Linked DNA regions of Sus scrofa: region 1 is linked to region 2. The links are chromatin contacts, called in public HiChIP or PLAC-seq maps. All regions are on one chromosome and are shown on one strand. Each heading gives the region's core, a stretch centred on a gene start, on an enhancer-like site or on the middle of the called end of the contact. The rest is flanking DNA. Distances are from core to core; before and after follow the strand shown. Region 1 overlaps MNAT1 (menage a trois homolog 1, cyclin H assembly factor (Xenopus laevis)). Region 2 has its middle 8.5 kb from the start of SIX1.

The links. HiChIP or PLAC-seq counts read pairs in DNA pulled down with a chosen protein or histone mark.
Region 1: an H3K27ac HiChIP or PLAC-seq map of skeletal muscle shows a contact between it and region 2. The contact joins two enhancer-like sites. A contact is called at or near these places in 3 of 47 Hi-C or Micro-C datasets (psoas muscle and skeletal muscle) and 1 of 2 datasets of contacts at active chromatin or transcription factors (skeletal muscle).

The regions. Positions count from the first base shown.
Region 1 is chr1:189,906,492-189,911,263 of Sscrofa11.1, forward strand. It overlaps MNAT1 (menage a trois homolog 1, cyclin H assembly factor (Xenopus laevis)), which reads left to right. Exons shown (of 8, transcript NM_001166316.1): 8 at 1,197-1,317. The coding sequence ends at 1,317. It overlaps TRMT5 (tRNA (guanine(37)-N1)-methyltransferase), which reads right to left. Exons shown (of 5, transcript XM_003121846.4): 5 at 3,163-4,772. Among named protein-coding and RNA genes, the nearest start is that of TRMT5, 14 kb to the right of the region's middle. Within about 2 kb of position 1,975, at least 4 of the 83 cell types and tissues checked have an H3K27ac peak or open chromatin away from gene starts, as enhancers often do. A contact at or near this core is called in skeletal muscle, where this site is marked.
Region 2 is chr1:189,630,854-189,635,515 of Sscrofa11.1, forward strand. No RefSeq gene overlaps it. Among named protein-coding and RNA genes, the nearest start is that of SIX1, 8.5 kb to the left of the region's middle. Within about 2 kb of position 1,633, at least 38 of the 83 cell types and tissues checked have an H3K27ac peak or open chromatin away from gene starts, as enhancers often do. A contact at or near this core is called in skeletal muscle, where this site is marked.

The DNA of each region.
Region 1 (4,772 bases), core at 725-3,224, 280 kb after region 2:
TGCGTGTCTTACATTGACTGCTTTTTCTGTTTGGCCTTTTATATTGCCATATATTTTTTAATCACACAAGCTTATTAAACATGGATACAAATGAAAAACAGACTTGTTATTATGTTAGAAATAATAAGTTGCTCATGCATCAAGACTTTGACACACAGGAAGTCTGAATCAATGAGTAGAAAAGTTTCCAAGTTATTAAAATGTTCTGGTACCTGATTTATTCATTTGCCATAACCGTAATTCTAAGGCAGGTGAAGCTCCTTTACTTCCTGAGGCCTGAAGAAACAATATGGTTTCTCAAACTAGGCATTAAAACAAAGCTGAAATGTTTGTTTTCCTACAGTGCTGATAGTCATGCTAACAAGTTGCCCCTCTTCAGCTATCGTTGTCCCATATTTTGAGGCTTGTTTATGTACCTTTATGAAGGTAGAAAGTTTTAAAGGCTGAATAACATGTGTGTGATTGAAGAAAAATAGTGTCTAGTACAGTCTTTTGAGATCGGTTCAAGACTCTTCTGTATTTACAATTTAATTGGGACATTCTTTTGAACTTAGGTTCAGTTTCAGAGATTTCTTGGACATGTACTTTTCTAAAGTTTCCTTTAAGGAGAGAGATAATATGTTGTAATATTGAAGTAATTGTGAAGTAACTAGTATGTTCTCTTTATTATTTCTTTAGGAATTTTTTCAGAATATATTTATGTAAAACATTCAATATTTGTGTAAAATATTAGTGATAGTATTATGATATACATTTACTTTTTAAGAGTATTCCAGGAATTTGACAGAACAATGTAAATCAATTATAGAAAAAAATAAAAACCTAAAAAAAAAATCATTGCCAAAACCTTAAAAAAAAAAAAAAAGAGTATGCCAGGAAGAAGAGTAGCAGTTGGGTACACAAACAACAGCCATCAAAATAAATTAGTTATGAAAATTGAAATAGGGAATGTTTTAATAGCAAGTATTATTTTTAAAATCTCCTTGAGAGCTGTCTTTGGATCTTAATGTAATGTGTTTTATAATTTAGAATTGGTATGTTTCCTTTTAAAAGGTAATAAAACATTTATAAAGTCTGAACATTTCAATCTTAGAATTCTTTTTAACATTTGAATCAGTTTTCCTATAGCTTTTTAAAGTGTTATCAATTTATATGTGCTGTCTATATCAAAGCTACACTTTTTTTTTTTGTTTTAGGTATTTAAACCATGTCAGAGCTGCTTCTCCACAGGACATTGCTGGAGGCTATACTTCTTCACTTGCTTGTCACAGAGCACTACAGGATGCATTCAGTGGGCTTTTCTGGCAGCCCAGTTAACCTTTATTTCTCCTCTATAAGATTTGGACCTTGGAGCCAAACCAGGGAGCTAGCGAAAGTAAAGCAGACTTGTAAAATTATAGCCATATGCAGATGCACAACAATGGTACTACCACTAGAGCTGTGTTAAAGTATTTATAGAGAGAAAATTTCAGAACTAAGCCAAGTAATATAGTGGATAAATATTTGTGAAAAAGATTTATTTTTTATTCATATTTTTCTGAGAGAGATTAAAGCTGTAAGCTTCATCTGATGGAAGATGTAATTCACCTATGTATGTTTAAGGTTGACAGACTTGTAAAATCTTTTTAAAAATAAAGCTAGACTTTATATTAAGTTTTGTGGTTTTTCTCTTATTACAGTGTTTTACTTGAACACATTTAAAAATGCCATTTTGAATACGACATTTACTGTTAATATCCAAGTCTATTATTTCTTCTCATAAAATGTTCCAATTTTTTCCCCCAATGTCTTCTTAATACTAGTCCAGACAAGTGGATATTATCTCCTTCTACCAGCAGGTTGTGGCAAGTAAAACCTGACCTGTGATAATGTTGCTCTTTCAGTATTAAGAATCCAGTCCGCCGCCCCCCGCCCCCGCCTTTTTTTTTAGGGCCGCACATGCGGCATCAGTGCCTATTTTGAGCAGTGGAAAGTGAGACAAACCTTGATCAGTCTGTTACAGTTCCCAGCTGTGAGCCTCGCTTGGGCTAAACCAGAGCAGAGTATTAACCTGCTCTAATGACAGATTCAAAGAAGCAAGTAATAAAAATTTAATACTTAAAAGGCACCTTTCACCTCAAATGTGAGCTCATTTTATGATAAACCACGGAGACTGGAATGAATATATTTTAATGAAATTTCCCTATGAGTAAATTGCAGACGCTGATGTAGTTTCTGTTGAAACTTCAAAGGCTTTTTTAGTATAACCAGAATGTTGCTTACAGAGTTTGGATGTGGGTAGGATGGATATTTGTAGCATCTCAACCTTGTATGAGACATAGTTTCTCAAGGAAATTAAGGGATTTCCTATCAGATTTCCATTACAACAGATGTTAGTTTTATGAGTGGAAAGCTATGTGAAACAAGATTTGTGGTTACACAGGGTAGAATATCCATATGTAACAGCTCCATCTTATTTGACCAGGGAGGTATTAATTTCAGGAGTACATCTTCATCTTATAATCTTTGATAATTGAGAAAAACCAAGGCATCGAATAATTGAGTAGGCCAAGAACATATACACAAGTTAATAAAAAGCAAGAATCAGAACAAAAGTTTTTTATCCAAGTCTAGTTTTATATACTCTACTAGGCTGCTTACTATTTCTCATATCTATTGGTTTTCTCCAGTTGAGGATTAGCATTTTAAGTACAATCTATAAATCTGTTCAAAGAATAGTGAGAACATTGGGCTTGTGGTTAAGGATTTGCTATACTCAGCTGCCAAAGTAAATTATCCAGTCTTTAAAAAAGAAACACTATTATTTATTCTCAGTACCTTGTATAATTATTTAAATGGAATGAACTAATTAACAAAACATTTCAAAGGCTTTCAAAACTTTTTTTGTGCCTACCTTATTTTTGTGGAAATTGTCTGCACCTGATTTGGCAAATAATTTCCACGACCTTTATACATTTGTAATTATTTTCCCCTTACTATTGCCATACTTTGTTCAGTAGGCCAAATATAGAAGTTGTTAACTGACCGTATTAGATCAAAGAGAATTGTGAAAGAACCTAATGACAACAATTCACTAAATAACAGAAATATTCTGCAATGATGAAGTTATCCCCTGTCCTCCCAGTGATTTCCTCTCTCAGAGACAAAAAAACGGTACAAGTCTTTCCTCAACATGAATTTATTAAGTCTTAACATTTTACAACACTAGCACAGAAACAGCTACTGAACATTAATCTGTGTGCCAAGCGCTGTTCTTCATCCTTGGTGTATTATCTAATCTTCATAATAGTGCCAGTATTATTTCCCCATATTAACAGATGGAGAAACTAAAGCATAGAGAGGTCAAGCAACCTACCAAAAAGGTCAATACAATTTAAAAACAGCAAAGTTTGGGTTTGAATCCCAAGTGGTTCAACTGCAGAGTCCATGTTCTAGAGATGACTGTCAAACTTATAACCACCAGCTGTATAAAACCAAGTCTGAGTAGTCAAATTTCTAAAGACTTCCAGGAAATTTTATAGACAAGTTAATCTAGTTCCTAAATGGAATGTTAACTGTGTTGATATCGTTGAGAGAAGTTCTGAGAAATTCATTATGTAGAATATGATTTGACTATCGACTTTTAAGCAGATATTAATGGTAGTGAATACACATACATTGTAGTTTACTTAGTATTCCTTAATTTCTTTCAATAAATATTTGATCTAAGCTTCTCTTAGAAGTTATCTTTAGCCTGTCAACAGGTGGTAAGATAATCATTCCAAAATCTAATTAAGGTGGCAGAAAATTTGTCCAAAGTTTAACAAATTAAAAAAACTGTCTCTAAGGGGCATTCTACTATCATTTTCTAGTGGATTTACCAAGAGTTCATTTATTAGGTATCATATCAGAAAGTTTAGGATGAGCCAAATTTAAATAATGAAATAATCACACATTCATTTACCCACTCCGAGGGAAAAAGGAAGTGGGGTTAAAGTCTGATAACAGAAGCATTTAAGGATTCTGTTTTCTTTGCAATTGTATACTGCATATTTTTCCTAATAAAGGGCTGAATAAATGTATCTGACCACTTGTATGAATAAAAACATCATTTGTACTCATACTTAATATTTATACCTATCACATTGATGTACAGTACTAAGAAAAAGGTTCTTATTCCTGCTTACAAATTGATTATCTTTACCTAGAACAGAAGAAGGCAAACTACAGAACCCTGGCCAAATCTAGCTGCTTCCTGTTTTTGTATGCTCCATCAGCTAAGGTTGGTGATGACATTTTTTTAAGGTTGGAAAAAGCCAAAGAAGTTAATACTTTTTAACATGTGAAAAGCATATGAAATTAAATTTTCAGTGTCCATAAAAAGTGTTTTTGGAACACAGTGTTTATGAATTGCTATGGCTGCTTTGGGGCTGCTATGGCAGAGTTACGAAGCAACGGAGACCTTATAGCTTACAAAGCCTGAATCACAGGGGTCAGAAAGTTTGCTGACCCCTGACCTATATACACTTGGAAGGGAGGGAAGAGGAAGAAAATTAGAAGCCCCAAACTAGCAGTCCCTGGCTGAATTAGCCCCCAAGGTCTTACATAAAATAGGTTGGGTTGAATTCCAAAACAGTTTTAAGTGGCTTTAGCCTTTAGATAAGGAATGAGAATTCCAATTCATTACTTCCTTATACTTCTTACCATATATTGCCCTCACCTATTTATATTACCTGCCTAGTCTCTGAAGGCATTTGAGTTTGTAACTAATGATATAAATTAGGGGTCCTGGA
Region 2 (4,662 bases), core at 383-2,882:
GAGCTGGATTCTTTCTCTTCTCTTCCTCTGACCCTTGACCTCTCTTCCCTTCCTTTCCTCAGCAGTGCCTGAAGCTCCCAACCTGTTCCTGACCCAAAGCCGAGGCCAGAAGCTTCGCCCTGTCTTGTGGGAATAAGACCCCTTCTCTCCCCATCCCTGAAGGAGATCGTCACTAGGAGTCCTTAATCTCTAGAGATAAAGGCCCAGCACTTCTTTCTGGTTGGTGCCCTTGGGAGAAAACCCTGACTGGGAACTTGCGCCGTACCTCCCTCTCCTTGGCCGAAATCTCCCTCGCTTCCCCTTCCCCTGCCCAGGCGCCGCAGAGAAGCGATCAGCACGTTCGCGGCATTTGTATTGTTCCATTTCTCAGCCTAAAGCCATTTAGCGTAACCCGAGCCTAGGATAATTGCCACGTTTCTGCCGCGATACTTTTAAAAACAAGATAATGCTTCTGAATTGCGGAAGAAAGTGCTGTGGACAAATTGGGCGCTGAGCTGCCGAGGTAGATCGTTTTGTTAGGGGCGGCCGGTGGTTTGTGACTCAATTAGTGCATTTCTGGGAGCCGCCGGCACTCTGCAGCCGGGTGAGCTTGAGGCGAACTCCCTCTGTGGCTCCCAGGCGCCGGGAACGGTTGGGAGCGGAAAGGGAGAACTTCAGGCCTGTACCTCTGTCGGTACAAATCCACGCCATGGTGGAAAGTGTTTTTGCATGTCCACACGAGTACATTTTTGGGGGGTTCTAAAGGAGCCAGAATTTCGCAGCTGGAAGCTTGACTGCCTCTGCTATCGAATGGGCCGAGCGATATTTGTCTGAAGCACTAGTTCTCTGGGCTGTGGGGCATGAAATACGGGGTGTGTGTGCGTGCGTGTGTGTGAGGGGGGTACTTGCAAGGTGCCCACTCAAAGCATGCCCCTCTGCGCATTTCGCCAACCCCACAGGGCTTAGATTTTGCAAACAGCGTTTCCAGCACCATTGCTGTACTTGGCGCTGCTCTCCTGGAAGCCAGCAGATTAAGGCTTCTAGGCAGCCAATGGGCCGCAAAGGGAGCTTTCAGGTCTCGGAATCAGGCTATAGGGACTTTCCTTCATCTCTACTCAAGTTCACCAGCACACCCTCCCGCCCCCTGCGCCCACCCATCACCCAGCGTGCAGGCCCGCATCCACATTTCGCCGGCCCATTCAGGGGTCCCGGGTAAGCTTCTCTGCCAGGTGCGCGCCGGCGCCGAGAAGAGCTCGCCGCGCCGAGTCCTCGCGGCCCCGCCCGCAGGCCGTCTGTGCCCAGGCTGGGGGAGCAGGGCTAACCCCCTCCCGGCTGCCGGCGCCAGGAACCCCTCCCCGGGCCGAGCTGGAGCTCTTGGGCGCCGCGTCTGCGCCGGGGACGGCTCCGCCCAGTCAGGCTGCCAGAGGTCTGGCGTTCCGGCCCGGTCGGCCCATTGACTCGGTCACGAGGCTTCGGTCCCTGCATCTCTCTCGATCGTTCTCGGGGTGGTTCTGGGGGCCTAGAGGCGTAGGGGCGTAAGGAAGGAAGGGACAGGGCCGGGGAGGGCGGGGGCGAGAAGGAGGCGCGGAGAGGTCAGCGGAGCTGGGAGGGGGCGCAGGCTGGCGGCGGGCACTGCGGGAGGAGAGAGAGGGCGCTGTCTTCCTGGCAAAAGATCCCTGGCCTAGCCGGGAGGAACCGAAACACACACACGCACATGCACAAGGACACGCACACACACGAAAGGAAAATGCTCGGCCGAGCCCCGGGGGCGAGGGACGCGCGGCGGGGAGGGGCGAGGGTGGCAGAGCGGATTTTCAGCTCACGGACCAGCAACCGCTTCTCCTGCTGTGGCCTGGCTAGAGCCGCGTTGTCTAGACTCGCAGGAAAGGAGTCTTTGGCCCTAAAGCGGCCCCCACAGTTGCCTTCCTTCTTGGCCTCCCTCCCTCGCTTTCTCCTTCGGAAAACTGGAGGCCAAGGGTAAGGTCTGCAACGCTTGGCTGGCGATTGAGGTGCTCCAGTTTGCTCAAGGCGAGCAAGGGGTGGGGGAGAATCCGGATCTCTTTTGCCGGAGCGGAGCGCACTTTTCGGTTTCGACTGTCTTGCAAGGAAACCGCGACGCCAACCAATCCTTCGCATGTAAGCGCCTCACCTGGTTTGGTTGCGCCTTGAGCAGAAACAAGGAAGGGACAGAAGACCCTCTTATTTACTGTCACCGATTGGCCGGGGTGTGCACTCGAAGGCCAGAGGTTCTGAGATTACTATCAACTATTCCCCACCCAAACTCACAAATCTAAAATTTGAATTTATATTAATTCAGGAGAAACTCCTCTATCAACTACCAAGGACAATGTATTCTTGTCTTTATATACTCATAATAAGCCAGGCAAAGCAAAACAAAAGGATCTCAAACTCATGTATTGAAATGCCGTATTAATGGACGTAATTAAAGGCCCTCCAGGTTTATTCATAGATACTAGAACCGATCATCTCTTCACAAGTCCGCCACCAGAGAGTCCCAAGCTCCAGTCCCCATGTGGATTTCCTGGGGAGCCGAGAATCTTCCAGGGCTCTTCCAGCAGAATCCAGGTGGCCCTGTAGCAAGAGAGCTATTTCCTAGGAGTAACTGGGTGGGCTGCAATCTGCCTGCCTCTTCACATTGAGAAACGCTTCTCTTGTGGGAACGTCTGTTTCTATTCATCCGATTTTCTAATTTCTTTGATCAGCCTAAATATTTTCTTGGCAAACGGAAATTGACCATGCCATGAATATGATAACAACCTGCTTGGAAAGAAGCTATTTTGTTTCCAAGCAGCAGGGGGAGGGGGAGTAGCCGGCTGGTAGGAATGCCTGTTAACAGATTCCTGCACATACATTTTTTGCAGTCTCTGAAGCAGCTTGTGAAAGCGGCCTCCCCGCCCCCCATATAGTTTCTTCCCTTTCTCTACTCCCCTCAGATAAACACACACCTGGTCTCCTAAAAGTCTTTGATATTCTTTATTAAAAAAAAATAGAGCTTCAATGGACGCCTCTGGAGAACTTCCCTTTAAAACCTAGATGAAAGGCAAGGTTAATACAATGTTCTCTTAATCCCTTTGCCTGTGAGTCAAAATAAATATTTTCTTCTGTATGTGATTGTACATCCTGCCATTTGGCTGTGGCTATAAGCAAATCGACCGGTAATAAAAGTGTTTTGAGGCTGTGTATTAAATGCAGTTCTCTTGAAATCAAGGGGTGGGGGGAGGGAGGAGCCTTACTTCACAGGCAAAGAGTTGGTGGGTTTCTGAAAAAGCTGCAAGAAAAGGACCTTTCACCCCTCATTAGTGATGCCATCAGTGCTGGGCAGAGTGGAGCTGAGGTCATGTTACATATGGCACACAGTCTGCTCAGCACTTGAAACGTCAGCTTTGAAATTTTAGAGAGGGGAAAGGTCATCTTTAATAAGCTAAAGTCTGGGGCTCCCACTGCCCTCGTTGCAAACTGGGTGGGTGTCCATATGCTTCAAACTTTCTGCACAAGTTTTTTGTTTTTTGGCTTTTTTTTTTTTTTGCAGTTTTAAATTAATTTTTGTTTCACATCTTCATTTAAGCTATAATGTTTTCAGCCGTTAATACACCAAAAGGCCTTTCATTTTAGAACAATTCTATCATCTTTTCTTTTCATGCTATCATAAAACCGTCTGTTCTGAGTGATAGATTTTTAGAACTCAACTTCCCAGGAGAAATGAAGTGTATCTGTCCATCTGTATACATGGATACAGGAGTGTGGGCTATAGGGTTACTGTTCTGAGTGGGTAATTTAGACTTCACTTTTGTACACTACATAATTTACTGAACCTTCAAAACATTGAAACTTCCATATTATGTAAAAACTCTAGTTTCTGAAAATTCCCTTGTACTACTAAAATTTTTTCATACCAGTTACTGAAATTTCACATTTTATTTTTACCATGTGGGCAAAACTCTCAAATCAGAATATACTAATTCTTCTATAAGGCTTAACTGACAGATGCCATAATGGTAGATACAGCACTGGAAAAAAAAGTGCTAATATCTCATGTCCTTGTTCAAGAAATATTAGGAACATTTGTGAATGTTCAGTCCTCGAATTTGTTCAAGTGGAGTCAACCAAACACAAGCCACTGAACTAGCCCCAGATCTTGTTGTAGCCACTGTCAATATGGATATAGATATTTTTCTTTCAAGTCACTCTACAAGGAACTTCTCAGTAATGATTTGTCATTTATTGAATTCCAGGAACTTTTTTCTTTTTGGACCTACTGTCCAAGAAGAGGAGACTCAATGTACCATTTCATGTTTTCCTCACTTTTCTTTATATCTGCCAACTCATTTTATCTGTTTATATATCCCAGATTTAGGTTTTTTTTTCCTTCTATATGAAAGTTTACATATTTTGTCCTTATAAGATACACTTTATTAAATAAGACAACTATGTATGGCAATCAGCTTCAACCAGCAGACTTAAAGATCTTTTAAAATTCCTTCTCCTACTTTGCACATTGAAAATAATCTTGGAACAATCTTCAAACATCCTCTTGAGCCAACCAGGGATTCCTCATTACTAAAGAACTTAATGGTTGTGATATGCAAATAGGTATTGCTTTTGCTTTGTTTCTAGTTATATTTTCAAAAATCCTTAATTTTTTTTTTTTTTTTTGGTCTTTTT